Regions from separate parts of the Sus scrofa genome. Here region 2 is linked to region 1. The links are chromatin contacts, called in public HiChIP or PLAC-seq maps. All regions are on one chromosome and are shown on one strand. Each heading gives the region's core, a stretch centred on a gene start, on an enhancer-like site or on the middle of the called end of the contact. The rest is flanking DNA. Distances are from core to core; before and after follow the strand shown. Region 1 holds the start of CHIA (chitinase, acidic). Region 2 holds the start of CHI3L2 (chitinase-3-like protein 2).

Region 1 (7,752 bases), core at 2,297-4,796:
AAAGGAAAGATGGAACATATGCCACTTGCTCATATTGGCCTAAGTAGCCTTTGTTCATTCCTCATCACAGAGCTTTGCTTGTGAAATATTGTGCCATATAAATGTCTCTATATTGGTATTTTTTTTAAAAAAAGTATCAGGGTCTTTGTTTTGTTTCATTTTTACACAGAATGGAATTCTACTAAAGTACAGGAAACTCCTCTGATTTCTTGGGCTCCATTATGTCTAATCTTCAGTATCCTCTGCTTCCTGTTCTCTGATAGGAGTAGCTAAGATGGGTTGAAATTACCTGGGTCATAAACAAAACTATTGATAAAGAAAGGAAAAAAACAACTAATACTTTTGAATACCAGCTAGAGCAGGCAATGTGCTATCATATCTCAATCCTTGATACTTAAAGGGTAGCTCCTGGGCCAGGAGCATTAGCATCATCTGGAAGCTTGTTAGAAATACAGAATCCTTGGAGTTCCCATCGTAGCTCAGTGGTTAACAAATCCGACTAGGAACCATGAGGTTGCGGGTTCTATCCCTGGCCTTGCTCAGTGGTTAAAGATTCAGCATTGCCGTGAGCTGTGATGTAGGTCGCAGATGTGGCTTGGATCCTGAGTTGCTGTGGCTGTGGTGTAGGCCGGCAACAGCTCCGATCAGGCCTCTAGCCTGGGAACCTCCATATGCCGTGGGAAGCGGCCCAAGAAATGGCAAAAAAAAAAAAAAAAAAAAAAAAAAAAAAGACCAAAAGAAATACAGAATCTTGGTTCCCACTTAGACTTACTGAATTTAAACTGCATTTTGAGAAGATCCCAGATGATTTATTTGCACATTAATGCTTGGGAGGTACTGGCCTAGGGGATACCAAATTCGACCTGTCGCCCTTCTCTTACTTGTTTTTCAGGCCATTGAAAGACTGGTAGAAAGTCACATCATCCCCCTCAGTGGTGGTGATCTCGTTGTTGCGCATCCCGGCGAAGGCGTAGACCAGGTGGGTACAAAGGCAGGGATCGATGTCGTCAGGCTTGAAGCTCCCCAGGCCTGGCCGGTACTGGGCCCAGTTGGTGAAGTAGCATATTAGCTGGTAGGCAGAACCTGAGGGTAGTAAGAAGTAAGACTAACGGCCTGACTTAAGTGCCATCGAAATGTGCTTTTAAGTTTTAGCTGTTTCCCTCCCTTTGCCTCAGAGGCCTGGTCTCTTGAAGGGGAGGTGAGTATGAACACGCTGGCCAATGAGTTCAAAGATTCTAACTTGGAAACGAGCCACGGAGTCGAGGTTGGTCATTTTAACTTTGGCAGATCACTTTGGGGTCTTGACCAATCCTAGGAACCACGGAAGAAAAGATGCCCAGTAGTCCTATGAAGCTCAGTGAACACCACCTTCTAACTCTCAGGTGGTCATGCTGCAGAGGAGAGCAGTGGCAGGCGATACAAAATAATAGGTTTTCCCAACATCAAACCCATCTGTCTTTGAAGAAGAAAGCAGTTTTCTTTCCCTAGTATGGCTAATCTCTTGATACACTTTTATTTATTCATTTATTTATTTATTTTGCTTTTTAGGGCCGCACCTGAGGTATATGGAGGTTCCCAGGCTAGGGGTCCCATCAGAGCTACAGCTGCCGACCTACACCACAGCCACAGCAACATCAGATCCGAGCCGTGTCTGCAACCTACACCACAGCTCATGGCAATGCTGGATCCTTTACCCACTGAGCAAGGCCGGGGATTGAACCCACAACCTTGTGGTTCCTAGTCAGATTCATTTCTGCTGTGCCAGGATGGGTACTTCCTTGATAAACATTTTAAAAAGTAATATTGGAATATGAAAATTTTCACATTTAATACATTAAGCAAATAATGGCATTACGAATAATTTATAGAGATTTGAGGTTTATGGTAGGAAAAGATTATGTCTAGGATAAAATACAGAGGCCACGACTTACCTAGCTGAGCATTCAGCAGAAGGGCCAGACCTAGCGAGAGAAAAAAAAATCATGTATTCTGAACCAACGGTGTATGTCCTGTAAAAGATGATTCCGAGGCCTTGGGTAGCATCCTGTATGTCATGGGATTTCACAGCCCAAGTGGCACTTAGGGGTTATCAAAGAGTAGGTTTTTCAGGGAAGGCGTCAATAGCTCTACCCTTTCTTTCTCTTTGTTAAAAAAAAAGCATGGCTCTCTCTCCTTCCAACCTCCGTGTCAATAATAAATGTTACTGAATGGAGTTGGAAGTCTACTGTCTATGGAAGATCTACTTACAGAAACTACCCCAAATTTGCTCTCCTCAACGACTACATGCCTGTTCATGCTTCACCTCCCTGAACAGGGATGAGTACAGCCTTCACACAAAGGGCATCCTCCACAGCAGTGAATTCAGTATCTCCTGGAGCTTTGGGATTTTTAAACCACCTTTAGGAGCCCTTGCAGTAGAAGAGAAGAACTAGGAACTGTAAGGCAAGACCCTAGATATCACTCCCTAGCTTCCATCAGAGCACTGTTGATCTGGTTGTTTCATAAACTGAGCTAGAGTTTTCCTTAGGAAAAGTTTCTCAAGCTATAAAAAGTTTGTAAATCACAGCTCTAGAGCAACCAATAAGCTGTGAATACAAATTGGCTCTCGATAGTGTACTGAATCCACCTCTTTATAATACAGCAGCAACTCAGTAGGATAGTAGGGGATACAAAGAGAAATAATTCTGAAAACAGTAGAACCAAGGTAACTTGCCTACTGCTGTCAGTTCCTACTGATTTTTATCTCTGAAAAATATAGACTAAAGATACCAGCATATAAATGATAATACCGGCGTTCCCGTCGTGGCAAAGTGGTTAACGAATCCGACTACGAACCATGAGGTTGCGGGTTCAATCCCTGGCCTTGCTTGGTGGGTTAAGGATCCGGCGTTGCCGTGGGCTGTGGTGTAGGTCCCAGACGCGGCTCGGATCCCGCGTTGCTGTGGCTCTGGCGTAGGCTGGCGGCTACAGCTCCCATTGGACCCCTAGCCCGGGAACCTCCGTATGCTGTGGGAAGCGGGCCTAGAAAAGGCAAAAAAAAAAAAAAAAAAAAAAAAAAAAGATAAACACACACACAAATACCAATTAAAATGAGGTAGTGAAACAAGATGAAGAGAGAAAAGGCAACAGCCCAATAGGAAATGAAGAGTAAGACACACATTGGAGGAAAACTAGCCTTTCTTCTAGGATCATGCTTGCGGCATCAATGAAGGTAGAAATGCTGCCAGAGTCCACTGCGATTAAGAGAATAAGAGGTAGATTTATCTGCGTGTGCCAGGATCCTCCAGCAAATTTGAAAAGATAGAAGAATGAAAAAGCATAGAGGTGTATGCAGAAACTACGTTACTTCATGCCTTTCGAAATCAGAGAGAAAAAAAAAATCAGGTGAGAATAAGGCTCTGTCTGCCGTTACAGACTCACCTGTGAGGAGAACGAATTTTGCCATGGTTGCTGTTGGTGCTGGTCTAGCAGAGCCTGGATTTGCTTTTTACACCTTGTGCGTTCCAGGTAATCACGCAGGATATCTTCCGTGTGCAGAGCATTTAACCTCGAGGTAGTGCAGCCAATCGGTAAATCAACATATCGCCTCCTGGGCAAACACTTCCTCGTGGACCTCCAGCCTGCCTCCCTCCCGCTCCTGTCACCCCCATCTCTGCTCAGTAAGGACAGCGTGGTAGAGGCCATTATCATGAAAAGCACCAGCTTAATAGCTTTTCTGGCACTTCTCAGGGCCGATAAGCAACTGTTTAAACATTGCGACTGGGTTGTTATGCTCTGGACATTTGTTTCCTGGCATCAAACACATCTTTATTGAAAAGTAAACAAACAAAAAACGCCTGGAATGTGTTATCTGCTCTCAAAACTTTTTTCTTCACGGGATTGTTTACATATTGTTCGCCGCAGTCAGTGCCTCGGGAACTTTCATCTTTAGGTGCTACTTTTTGAACATTCTACCCACACCTGTTTTTTCGAATGACCGTAGTTATGATTACATGATAATTTTATCTAAGAGCATATGGTTCCTCAAAGGTACTCTGCAAGTCAGTGAGAACTCTCTACTCCATAGCTCTAAATTACATCCAGAAAATGTTAAAAAAAATGTTTTGTGTGTTGCTGTTGGATAGAGATGATAGTGATCCTATTAGAGTGTCTCTTCTAAAAGAAATATTTGCAACTTGACCATTTATAGAATTTTTAAAATTTATAATGAACTCTGATCCATCCTTCCAAACATGAGCCACTACTATTATCCTATAAAAAATTTCTGCTCCAGCCAAAATAATCTATTCTTTGTCCCCAAACATGTCTTGCCTGTCTTTGCTCATGGTGTCTCTCTGCCCTTTGCCTGGGACATCTTCTCCTTCTCCTCACTGCCTCTCCCAGTCCTACGATTCTTCAAAGCCCAGCTCAGATCCTGTCTTTGAAGTTCAATGATCTCTCCTTCCTCTGAAATATTTTAAATCCTCTAGCACGTGTTGTCTGTCCTTGCTTATATGGTACTGCCTTGTGACAATACCTGGAAAGCCATCAGTGGACATATGGGTGCCTATATATCGTGGGATGTTGGCACCTTAGTAGCCTTACTGTAAATATGAACTGATTTTCCTTTTTATCACATTTAGAAACTAGATTGTATCCATTCACCCAATGATACTTAGGTCCTGGGTGTTTGGTTCCCACTCATGGGGCCAGAGAAAATCTGGTACAATTGCTGCCAGGGAGGATTTCAGTTACAAACATAATAATATCAACCAACACTATAAGCACCTACTGTATGCCAGAGATTGTTCCTGGTGTTTGTATTACTAAGAATTGTCTGTTTGCAAGTGACTAAAACCATCTCTAACGAGCACAAATCAATACATTGGGAAAGTATGAAGAAGCTCACAGAATCAAAGAAAAGAATATAGGAGTGGCCTCTGAATGAAAGAATTATATCTGGGAGAAAAAAGTTGGAGGGAGCTTAGGATAAATAAGCTCCAATTTTATTTTTTTATCCATGCATAATTCCACATAAGAATCCAAGTTCTGGGAGAAATACTTTGATTGGTGTAGTTGTGAACTTGAACCAGACTTGGGCATAGGGAGAGGACAGGGCACTTGGATTTAAATTTCCATCCAGACTGGCCACAAAATGAAATTCTAAAAGAATAAAGAGTGACTATTGAGCGACTGAAAGTTTGTCAGAGGGCTCTACTTCATTATTTTTTTAGCCTATAAAAATGATTATTACTGTCACTTCAACTTTGTAGGTGACAAGATTGATTAAACAATCTTAAGCATTAGGTCCAGGATTCAGTGCCAAGACTAGAGTCCTTGAGAATGGAAATCTCCTGATATTTACACTGCCTTGCCACCTTGTATTAAATTAAATAGGCTAGTTGGTGACCCAGGTTGAACCAGGCATATGCATCTTAAAATACTATTTAGCCCACGGGTGCAGCCCTAGAAAAGACAAAAAGACCAAAAAAAAAAAAAAAATTTACTACTTAGCTAGAAATTTTTTCCCAAAGTAGTTGTATCAATTTGCAGTATCAGCAGCAATTAAGGAGGCAGATTAGACTTTATTGTTTCTATGAACAGATGAGGAAACGGAGAATGAGAATTTACTGAAATTACACAGTCAAATGTGTAGCCAGAACTTAATCTCAGAGCTACTGGCCCCTAGCCCAGTGTTATTTATTTGTTTGTTTATCTCTTTGCCAAACTGTATATTTCTACTAATGCAGCCATTATCTCTCTCTGTTTTTTTTTTTTTTTTTTTTTTTTTTTTGCCTTTTAGGGCTGCACCCATGGCATATGGAGATTCCCAAGCTAGGAGTTGAATTGGAGCTGCAGCCACTGGCCCACACCACTGGGGCAGCCACTCGGAATCCAGGATCCAAGCCATGTCTTTGACCTACACCACAGCTCTCAGCAAAGCCAGATCCTTAACCCACTGACCAAAGCCAGGGATCGAACCCCCATCCTCATGGATCCTAGTCTGGTGTGTTAACCACTAAGCCACTAAGGGAACTCCGGAAGACTGTATTATCTCTTGCAACAACTTTATCACATTGTTGCTTCATATGGAGCCTGTTACATGAAATGGACTCAAGTTAAATCTTACTCATATGTACTTGGGCAATTGATTTTTTTATAACTATGAATTTTCATTATACACAGCATTGTGTTTTATGTCATTTGTTTATAGTCAATGTCTCCTGCTAATAGGTAACCTCCTTGGAGGCAGGTACTATTTTAACCATCTCTGTATCTCTAGTGACTAGCACAGTTCTTGGCCTTTCAAGGAATTAGTCAACAAATGCATAATGTGAAATGATTTCAGTTTAATGTAAATGACTACCATAGCTAATAATTACCTGTTTGATTTTGTTTCATCTCTTGGACCAAGTTTCCATCTTATTAATATTTTCTGGAATTACTATTGCCATATATCACATTCAGTTAATTCTTCTGCTTTTTGTCATCCAAAGATGAGACCACAAGTGAAGATGAGGAGAGCTATGACTTCTGCTCCGCAGAAAGGTGACTTCTTTGAATCCAGGACAATTAATGGCCATCCGGAAAGCTAATACTGATTGGGAGAAACTTCTGTAGGATGCAGGTCTCATTTGCCTGAGGCCAACCAAGGAAAATGTTCATTCACAAGGAAAACCCCTGATGGGCACTTCACAGAGAACAGAAACTGTCATGTATATCCAGAGTTAACGTGTCAGTGGCTGTTTTCCTTACTGATGAACATAAGCATTATATGGAGTTGAATAAGACTATCGTTGGGAGATGTGGTACAACAGGCGAGAAATAACTACCTAATGACTACAACACTGTCTCACGTCAGATCCAGTGATCATAAAGCCAGTACTATCTCAGCGGGAAGAAAATTTCTCCTGTGTGGCCTACTAGGCTTTGGGAGCCAGGATCCTTCACTGACAGTCAGTTACACTGGCAGATACTGGGTGGTATAATTCAGTAGGATATTCTAGAAGGATAGTGACATTAGGAGACACTAGACTGGCCCCTGGCTCTCCCTGACTGCATCCTATTCCAGATCGGAGATGTGGCATCGTGGAGATTAGCAGAAAAGTCCACTACCTGTGAGAGTTGCATCTAAGAACTTGGGGCAGGAGTTCCCGTCGTGGCGCAGTGGTTAACAAATCCGACTAGGAACCATGAGGTTGCGGGTTCGATCCCTGCCCTTGCTCAGTGGGTTGATGATCCAGCGTTGCCGTGAGCTGTGGTGTGGGTTGCAGACGCGGCTCAGATCCAGCATTGCTGTGGCTCTGGCGTAGACTGGCAGTTACAGCTCCGATTCGACCCCTCGCCTGGGAACCTCCATATGCCGCGGGAGCCGCCCAAGAAATGGCAAAAAAAAGAAAAGAAAAGAAAAGAAAAGAACTTGGGTCAAATGAAGTGATGATTCTCCTGGGAGAATCTAGTGAAAGACAGTGAGTATGAGTCACCACCCACCTGCCATGGTTTCAGATGTTTCCTTCCTACCTACCAAGGGATGTTTTTTTCTTCTTCCATAAATATTCATGGCATTTTGTCCATCCCTGGGGCCATCACCTAGGTGGGAATCCTGCATCAGCTCTTCCCTGTTCCCATGGGACATGCAATCGTTGGAGCATTTCCTTTGCTTCAGCACCAGGGTAAGAATGACTGCTCAGTGCCACATAGCAAAGTTTTGGGCCCAGATCAGGGTAGAGGTAATGGGCACAGCTGCAGGTGGGTCAATCATCAATATCCAGG
Region 2 (7,752 bases), core at 2,060-4,559, 53 kb after region 1:
GTGCTGGGGGCTTTGGGGGCGGGGGGGTGGGGTCAGGTTTATACCCAAGCGCATTGAACAAGCAAATGAATGAATGAATGAATGGGGTTAGAGGGTCTTAGGCCCAGTTTAGGGCTGTCTTCTCTTGTCTTAGGGCCTGTGTGCTCCCCACTCCCATGCTACTGACTTGGTTTTCAGACTCTTGATGGTCTGGTAAAGCATCGCATCATTCTTGTCCTTGATGACGACCTTGTTGTCACTGATGCTGGCGAATGAGTAGATGAGGTGAGAACATAGGAACGGGTCAGCGCTCTCAAGAGTGAACTTCCCCGGTTCCTGCCTGTCCTGTGACCAGCTGGTAAAGTAGCAAACCAGTTTGTAGGCAGATCCTGGAGTAGAGAGAAGAGAACCAATGGGAACCCAGTGCGGTGGCCTCCGAGCCCAGATTGCCACAAGTTTCTCCCCCAAATGCCATTGCCTCCTTTGCTCCTTCAGCCTGAGCCTCTGAGGGTCATTCAGCCTGGACCCTCGGTGCTGGCTCTGGAGCATCCGGACCCCAGTTAAGAGATACATGGAGAGATATTGTCAATATGGAAAACATCCACAGCGCACTGAGGTTTGATGTGTACGGATGGATGCGTGACACAGAGGTATAAGTGGGTACACAGAGAGATGATGCCCACAACATTGAGGTGGGTGAGAGAGACAGAGGAAGAGGCTCAAAAGATAGAATCAGAGTCACAGATGCACAAAGAGACACATGGAACTAAAACTTGGAGTCATCAGTATGTTAGCATCAGAACCTAAGAGAGTAACCAAGAGAAAAAGAATGAAGCAGAGACAGAATCATCAGAAAGGACACAGCCCAGGGGACACAGGATGTAGTGACTCATTGACTTACCTTCCTGAAGAAGCAGCAAGACCACTAAACCTGTAAGAGGTGGGTGGGAAGGAAATCAGTTGAGCCAAACCTGGTTCTTGGGTCTTAGACTGTTGGCAATGAGTGGGCAGAGGTGCCTACATGCAAGACACAGCTGCTGCACTTCCTCCGGGCGCTCCAGCCACAGCCACTGAAGTCTCTCTGCAGGGCCTTGAGGTCCCCAGCCCTTGGATACCTTGAGGAGTCTCCACAGAAACATTTTCTAAACTGCAAATTCCTTCGCTCATTCATTTATTCAATAAAAATTTATTGAACCATCTGCTCTGTGCTCAGCCTTGTCCTGGATACTGGGGAAAACTAAAATAGAGTCCATGTCACCCCTGCCCTCAAGGGGATCTCAGTCCAATCTGGAGTCTAATATAATTAAGGTGACCATTGAGTTTATTGCCCAGTGGGACACTGTGGAGAGTGAAGAGGCACATTGGTAATCATTTCCCTGGGGCACCAGCTTGGACCGGAACTGTCCTGGGTGAATTGAGATGCATAGTCACCCTGTGTACAGACAACTAACACTTCAAACAAGGCAAGTGTATCAGGGAGTGTGAGCTGGCTCTAGAAGTGCTCTAAGTGTTCAAGTTTGAGGTCATGCGCAGTCTCCTCTCCATAGGACACCTTCCCTGGGAGGACTGGTGAGGCCATTCTAATCTTAATTTACACCCCCCCCCGGAGTTCCCATTGTGGCTCAGTGGGTTAAGAACCCGACTACTATCCATGAGGATGCAGGTTCAACCCTGGCCTGGCTCAGAGGGTTAAGGATCTATCATTGCTTCAAGCTGCAGTGTAGGTCGCTGATGTGGCTCGGATCTGGCATGGCTGTGGCTGAGGCTGAGGCTGGCAGCTGCAGTTCCAATTTGACCCCTAGCCTGGGAATTTCCATATGCCATAGGTGTGGCCCTAAAATGAAAAAAAAAATTTTTTTAATAAAATAAAATAAAAATTAATTTACCCCCCTAAAGGGAAGGAAAGGGCAGGACCAGCCTGGTCCTGAAAACCTCACTCAAAAGGCAAGACTCCTCAACTGTGAGCCACATCCTGAGGGCATTGCCCAGACTTCGCTATATTAGGATATTTCGGGGGTCTGAAAACAGAGAAGAGAGCAGTTAAAAATGAAGTGAAACTTTGGATGACAGCTGCTGAAGCTGGTGCCATCTCCACAGAGCTGTCTTGAGAAGCTGGGCTCTGGGTTTGTCTCCTGCTGATTCACACCACTTTTAAGCAGAGCAGGGAGGGAGCGGGACCGCCACACACCCACTACTCAGGTAGGAGGATTCTGGTTGCCACATCTACTGTCAGGTCAGCCTCCGGCCCTTCTTCAAAGTGCTGACTCCCCGTGGGTTCCTCCCTGGAGACCCAGGCCTGAGCCCTTCAACAAGGACCTCAGAATGCTCTTGCCATTACCAAGTGGGCCATCATGGCTCAAGAGCATAGACGAGATGAAAGAGGTAAGGACACAATGAAAAGGATCCTTTTCCTCCAAAGACACTTCCCTTCTTCATTCGTAGCCCTGTTTATTTAGTCTCATGTCCATCTTCACCCAAATTCCCAGCTACCAAGAAAGCCAGAGTTTGGGATAAGAACTTTTGAGCTGAAAGGAGAATTTTAGAAAACGTTTACGCCCAACAAACCATGCCACAGATGAGAAATGTGGGTCTTCCCCAAGTTTTAAAATGTAAAGAAAGGAGTTCCCGTTGTGGCTTAGTGGTTAATGAATCCGACCAGGAACCATGAGGTTGCGGGTTCGATCCCTGGCCTCACTCTGTGGGTTCACGATCCGACGTTGCCAGGAGCTGTGGTGCAGGTTGCAGACGCGGCTCGGATCCCGCGTTGCTGTGGCTCTGGTACAGGCTGGCAGCCACAGCTCCGATTGGACCCCTGGCCTGGGAATCTCCATATGCTGTGGGTGCGGTCCTAAAAAGATTAAAATAAAATAAAATAAAATAAAATAAAATAAAATAAAATAAAATAGAAAGCATAAACCGTGAAACCTGTGACTCCATCACCAATCTGGACAAGAGGGGCCTTTGTGCAGAAGCAGTCTGGAAACACCCCTGATGGTCCAAAGGGCTCTGACCACTGCTGCCCCCTTGCCCATTTAGGAAAGATCAGATGGTCCCTTAGGGCAGTTGCCTTAGCTTGACAGGTTTTGATATGGAGCTGAACAGAGACTGGAGTCCCAGGAGTAAAAGATGGCCCCTTCTTCCACAAGTCCCTTGACCCTTCTCTGCTCATTAAGTTCCTGCTACATTATCACCCGGGCACTCACCTGCCCAGAGAGACTTCTGGTCCATGGTGATTGCTCCCATATCCCTGGCCAGCTAGGACACACATCCTCTGGGCCTTTTATGCCCTGGAGATTTCGATAGCCTGTCTTTTGGAAAGGAAGCAAGAACTACAGGAAATGCCAGGGACTTCCCCTGGCAAATCTGCCTTGCGAAACTTCCTGGCAATAGGACCCAGGTTTGAGCAATGCCAACAACCAAAAAAAAAAAAAAAGCTGCAAGGGAGACAACCACTGAGAGATCCTGCTCTACCAGTGTCACCCAGAAGGAATTTGGTCCCTGAGAAGGGAAGGAGATGGTACTTCTTTCATTTGCCTCCTCTTAGCACTTTCTGGCTGCCAAATGCCCCTTCCCCATCACTCAGGATCTGTCTTCTTTTTAACTCACCTCCTCACACTCACGTCATCTGCAGCCTGCTTATTCTCATTCATCTAATCAAACAGAGCTCCTACCATCCCAGTTGGTCCCACCCTACAGCTCTTCTTCACCTGATACCTTCAAAGGACACCATCCCCTTCCCCGTGGAGACTCTCTTGCTTCTCCCTGAGCCTGGGGGAGCTGGTTCCTCTGCTCACAGTGCAATTTATTTCCTCTCATAGCTCCACACTGCACTGTAACACACTGGTGTACATGCCCATCTCCCCACCTTGACTGTGTCGTCTTTAAGTACAAGATCTAAGGGAAACGAGAAAAACAAAAACCTCAACAAATGTTTATTGAGGTTCCTCCATTAACTTGTTAGCGTTGAATTGTACCCCAGGGCTGGGCTGGGGAAGGGATCCGATTTAAGGTTGGATCCAGTTGGAGTCTTGGTTATCACTTGGGACTGGCTAGGAAATTGAGTGGGGTTTACAACGTACAGTGGCTGGAGAAATGTAATTACCTACAAGTCACCAGAAAAATGGAGGAAGAAGGCAGAACCACTCTCACTGAGCAGAAAACTTAAAGGGACTGGGGCCAAAAGGAAAGCTGCTTTGATGACCTTACCCCCTACGTCCTGCCAGGTCAGTGTACCAGCCACACTTGTTCACTCTTTAAGAAATCTAGAGTTGCGTCTAAGTGGGAGCATAAGGTATTCATTTCTTACCTTTTTTCCATGTAATATACTTAGATATCATTCCAGAACATTCCTTGTCCACCTCCTTTTTTTTTTTTCTTTTACTGGCCTCTTTGTATTTCATCATACAGCTACACCTTCTTCTACTTAATCATCTCCTATTGATAAGCATTTAGCTTATTTCTAGACATTTTTGTTATTTAAAATATAGCTAAAATGAACATCCTTGAAAAGATCTATTCTTTATAGAATAGAGGAGGAGTCTATCTATAGGAGAAATCGCCAACAGGAGAATTGATTGGTCAAAGGGTTTTGGAATTTTAAAATTTGGAGCACTCTTGTAAAACTCCCTTCTGAGGGTTTGTACATCATTCAACTTTGTTATCTCTGTCCGTCTCATAGGTGACAAATGTTACCTCATTGTTTTAATTTGCATTCTTTTAAATGAGTGTTATTGTTTACATTTATTAATCAGATGCAGGTTATTGTCAGAGCAGTGCCTGCATATATTTTTTGTCCATTTTCCACTGGATTTCTTTTTTTATTTGAAAGAGCTCTATAAATAAGTAAATTAGCCCTGACTTTGTATATGAAGTATCTTAGAGCTTTGCCAAGTGTGATGCAAATAGATTTTCTCAGTTGTTCTATTTTTTATTTGGTCTGTGGTACTTTGGCCCATGGTGGTTTTAATTTATATGCAGTAGTTAAAAGTCTTTTTTTTTTTTTTTCTTAACGAATTCTAGCTTTGGTATCTTGCTTAAGCAAACAGGCCTTTTTAACTCAAGGTTATATTTTAAAAATTGCTTATGTTTTCTTCTAACGTTCTGTTTTTTATTTTTTACACTTCGATCTTTGACCTATACGGAGTTCATTTATTTAAAAAATTGATGTGGATCTAGCTTTTTTCCCAAATAGTGACATGCTTAAGTAGTATTTATTAAAAATCCATCTTTTCCTAACTGACTTGAATTCGAATGTGTTAATTTGCAACTTTTAACAATTAATTTTATTAGGATCCTTGAGTCGTAGTCAGCCAAACATGGAAGTGATTCCAAGGATTAGCCTGTCCAGCAACATTCGCATTGAGCTTTGTGGAGTCTAAAATTCCTTGGATTCTCACCAAAGGCAGCCGTGTGGGAACAGATGGTTCCAAGAACCCACACCAGCGTCACTCAGAGTAGTTTCATTTCTATGTTTGTACACATGGAGCTTCTCCAAACTTGCACTTGAAGAAAGTGTTCTGAACTATTCAAAACAGCAACGAAAATGTTGAAACCTGCTTATCAATTTTAATTCCCTCATTTTAGAGAAGAGACAATCATGGCCTAGAATTGCTTAATTACAGTCCAAAATCCCACATCTGGTTAAAGATGGAACCTAAAAATTAAACCCCTGGCTTCCTAACTTCAATTTGGTTGTTTTTAGTATGTCCACAAGATCTCATCACCTAGTTTATTCAATTGAACTGAGGTCTTCCCATTGTGTGGTAGGTATTTCCTGTCTTGCTAGACCAGGTAACCCTAGTAACCGTAGCGTTTTGTGAGTGTGCCTGTGAATCGCACGCTAGCTTGCATTTCTTTGCCATGTTCATCTCAGTATTTTAATCAGATGACCAGGCCCTGACAGTAACCTAAAGAAGGAATTAAGGATTTATCTCTTCTTCCTTGGCATTATTTATGTCTTAAGATTATTGGTAGAAGAGATGTATCTTTTCTTGCCCTTTATTTTAATTCTGGAAAATAATAAATTTGTCCCCGAGACTCAAAGGGGAAACCTAGTCAATCTTATTTTTGTTTTCCTTATCAAGATCATGACCATCGTTTCAGACCTTCTTAAAGTCTCCTTCCAGGTCCATGTTCTGGATTCTGTCCCAAGCAATGTCTTCTGCTCCATTGTTACAGTATCTATTCTGACTCAAAGCCTAAATTAAGAGAGTTTCCTTACTAGGTTGATGCTCTCTCCCAGTCATAAAAGACATTAGTATGTTTCTTATGTGGAAAATTTCTCTGTGGAAGAGACAGAAAATATGGGTGGAGAGGTCAAGGCCTGAGCAGGGATAAGGTTTGCAATCACTCAGCACCCAAGTTCAGCAAAGCTTATGGAAAGTCTTTCATCTTGCGAGAAGCTATTGGGAGCTTATAGGGAATGCATAGTCTCTGCCTCAAGGAACTTGTGCTTGTGCAGACAAATTTGTAAATACAGTGGACCCTTGAACAACACAGGTTGGAACAGCATGGGTCCATTTATGTGCATTTTTTTTTCAATGAATGCATCCTGCAGGAGTTCCTGTTGTAGCTCAGAGGGTTAAGAACCCAACCTGGAGTCCATGAGGATGTGGGTTCGATCCGTGGCCTCACTCAGTGGGTTAAGGTCACGGCATTGCTGCAAGCTGTGGCGCAGGTTGCAAATGTGGCTCAGGTCTAGTGTTGCTGTGGCGGTGGTGAAGACCTCAGCTGCAGTTCCAATTTGACCTCCAGCCCAGGAACTTCCATATGCCACAGGTGTGGCCTTAGAAAGAAAAAATAATAATAAAATAAAAATAAATACGGAGTTCCTATTGTGGCTCGGGGTAATGAGCCTGACTAGTATCCTTAAGAATGCGGGTTCGATCCCTGGCCTTGCTCGGTGGGTTAAGGATCCAGCATTGCCACGAGCTGTGGTGTAGGTCACAGACATGGCTTGGATCTGGCATTGCTGTGGCTGTGACATGGGCTGGCAAGTATGGCTCAGATTCGACCCCTAATCTGAGAACCTCCATATGCCTCAGGAGTGGCCCTTGAAAAAAAAGAGAGAGAGAGAAAGAAAAATTAAACATTGAATAATTATTTTATTTGTTTATTGGCCAATACTATTGCCTGCCCATTGCCATTGGATTGTCTATCTTTTGGGTATTTCTTTTTCGGGGTTTTCTCTGTATTATATACATTCATTTTTTCTCTCTCATATTTAATTTTTGAATTAACCATTCAAAATTGTTGATTATTTATTTATATAATCCATTTTGTTTGCTTTATATCTTGTTTGTATTTTCTTTGTACAATTAGATACATATTTTATTTTATTTTATTTTATTTATTTTTTGTCTTTTTGCTATTTCTTTGGGCCGCTCCCGCGGCATATGGAGGTTCCCAGGCTAGGGGTCGAATCGGAGCTGTAGCCACCGGCCTACGCCAGAGCCACAGCAACGCGGGATCCGAGCCGCGTCTGCAACCTACACCACAGCTCACGGCAACGCCGGATCCTTAACCCACTGAGCAAGGGCAGGGACCGAACCCGCAACCTCATGGTTCCTAGTCGGATTCGTTAACCACTGCGCCACGACGGGAACTCCTAGATACATTTTTTTAGAAGTCCGATCTGTCCACCTGCATTTATACCTTCTGCACGTCTCACCCAGGAAAGAGGACGTAGGTAAGAGATCTGTCAGAACACAGAACGGAGGGACCAGGAATGAAGCCCACACAGCACCGCGGTACCAGTGGAACGGAGGACTGTGC

The links. HiChIP or PLAC-seq counts read pairs in DNA pulled down with a chosen protein or histone mark.
Region 2: an H3K27ac HiChIP or PLAC-seq map of alveolar macrophages shows a contact between it and region 1. The contact joins the promoter of CHI3L2 here to the promoter of CHIA in region 1. A contact is called at or near these places in 3 of 47 Hi-C or Micro-C datasets (adipocytes, liver and omental adipose tissue) and 1 of 2 datasets of contacts at active chromatin or transcription factors (alveolar macrophages).

The regions. Positions count from the first base shown.
Region 1 is chr4:109,042,953-109,050,704 of Sscrofa11.1, forward strand. It overlaps CHIA (chitinase, acidic), which reads right to left and starts at 3,547. Exons shown (of 11, transcript NM_001258377.1): 1 at 3,421-3,547; 2 at 1,932-1,961; 3 at 882-1,083. The coding sequence starts at 3,445. LOC102160057 (a long non-coding RNA gene) reads left to right here and starts at 7,327. Exons shown (of 4, transcript XR_002343510.1): 1 at 7,327-7,448.
Region 2 is chr4:109,095,863-109,103,614 of Sscrofa11.1, forward strand. CHI3L2 (chitinase-3-like protein 2) reads right to left here and starts at 3,310. Exons shown (of 11, transcript XM_003481491.4): 1 at 3,183-3,310; 2 at 881-910; 3 at 167-368. The coding sequence starts at 3,222.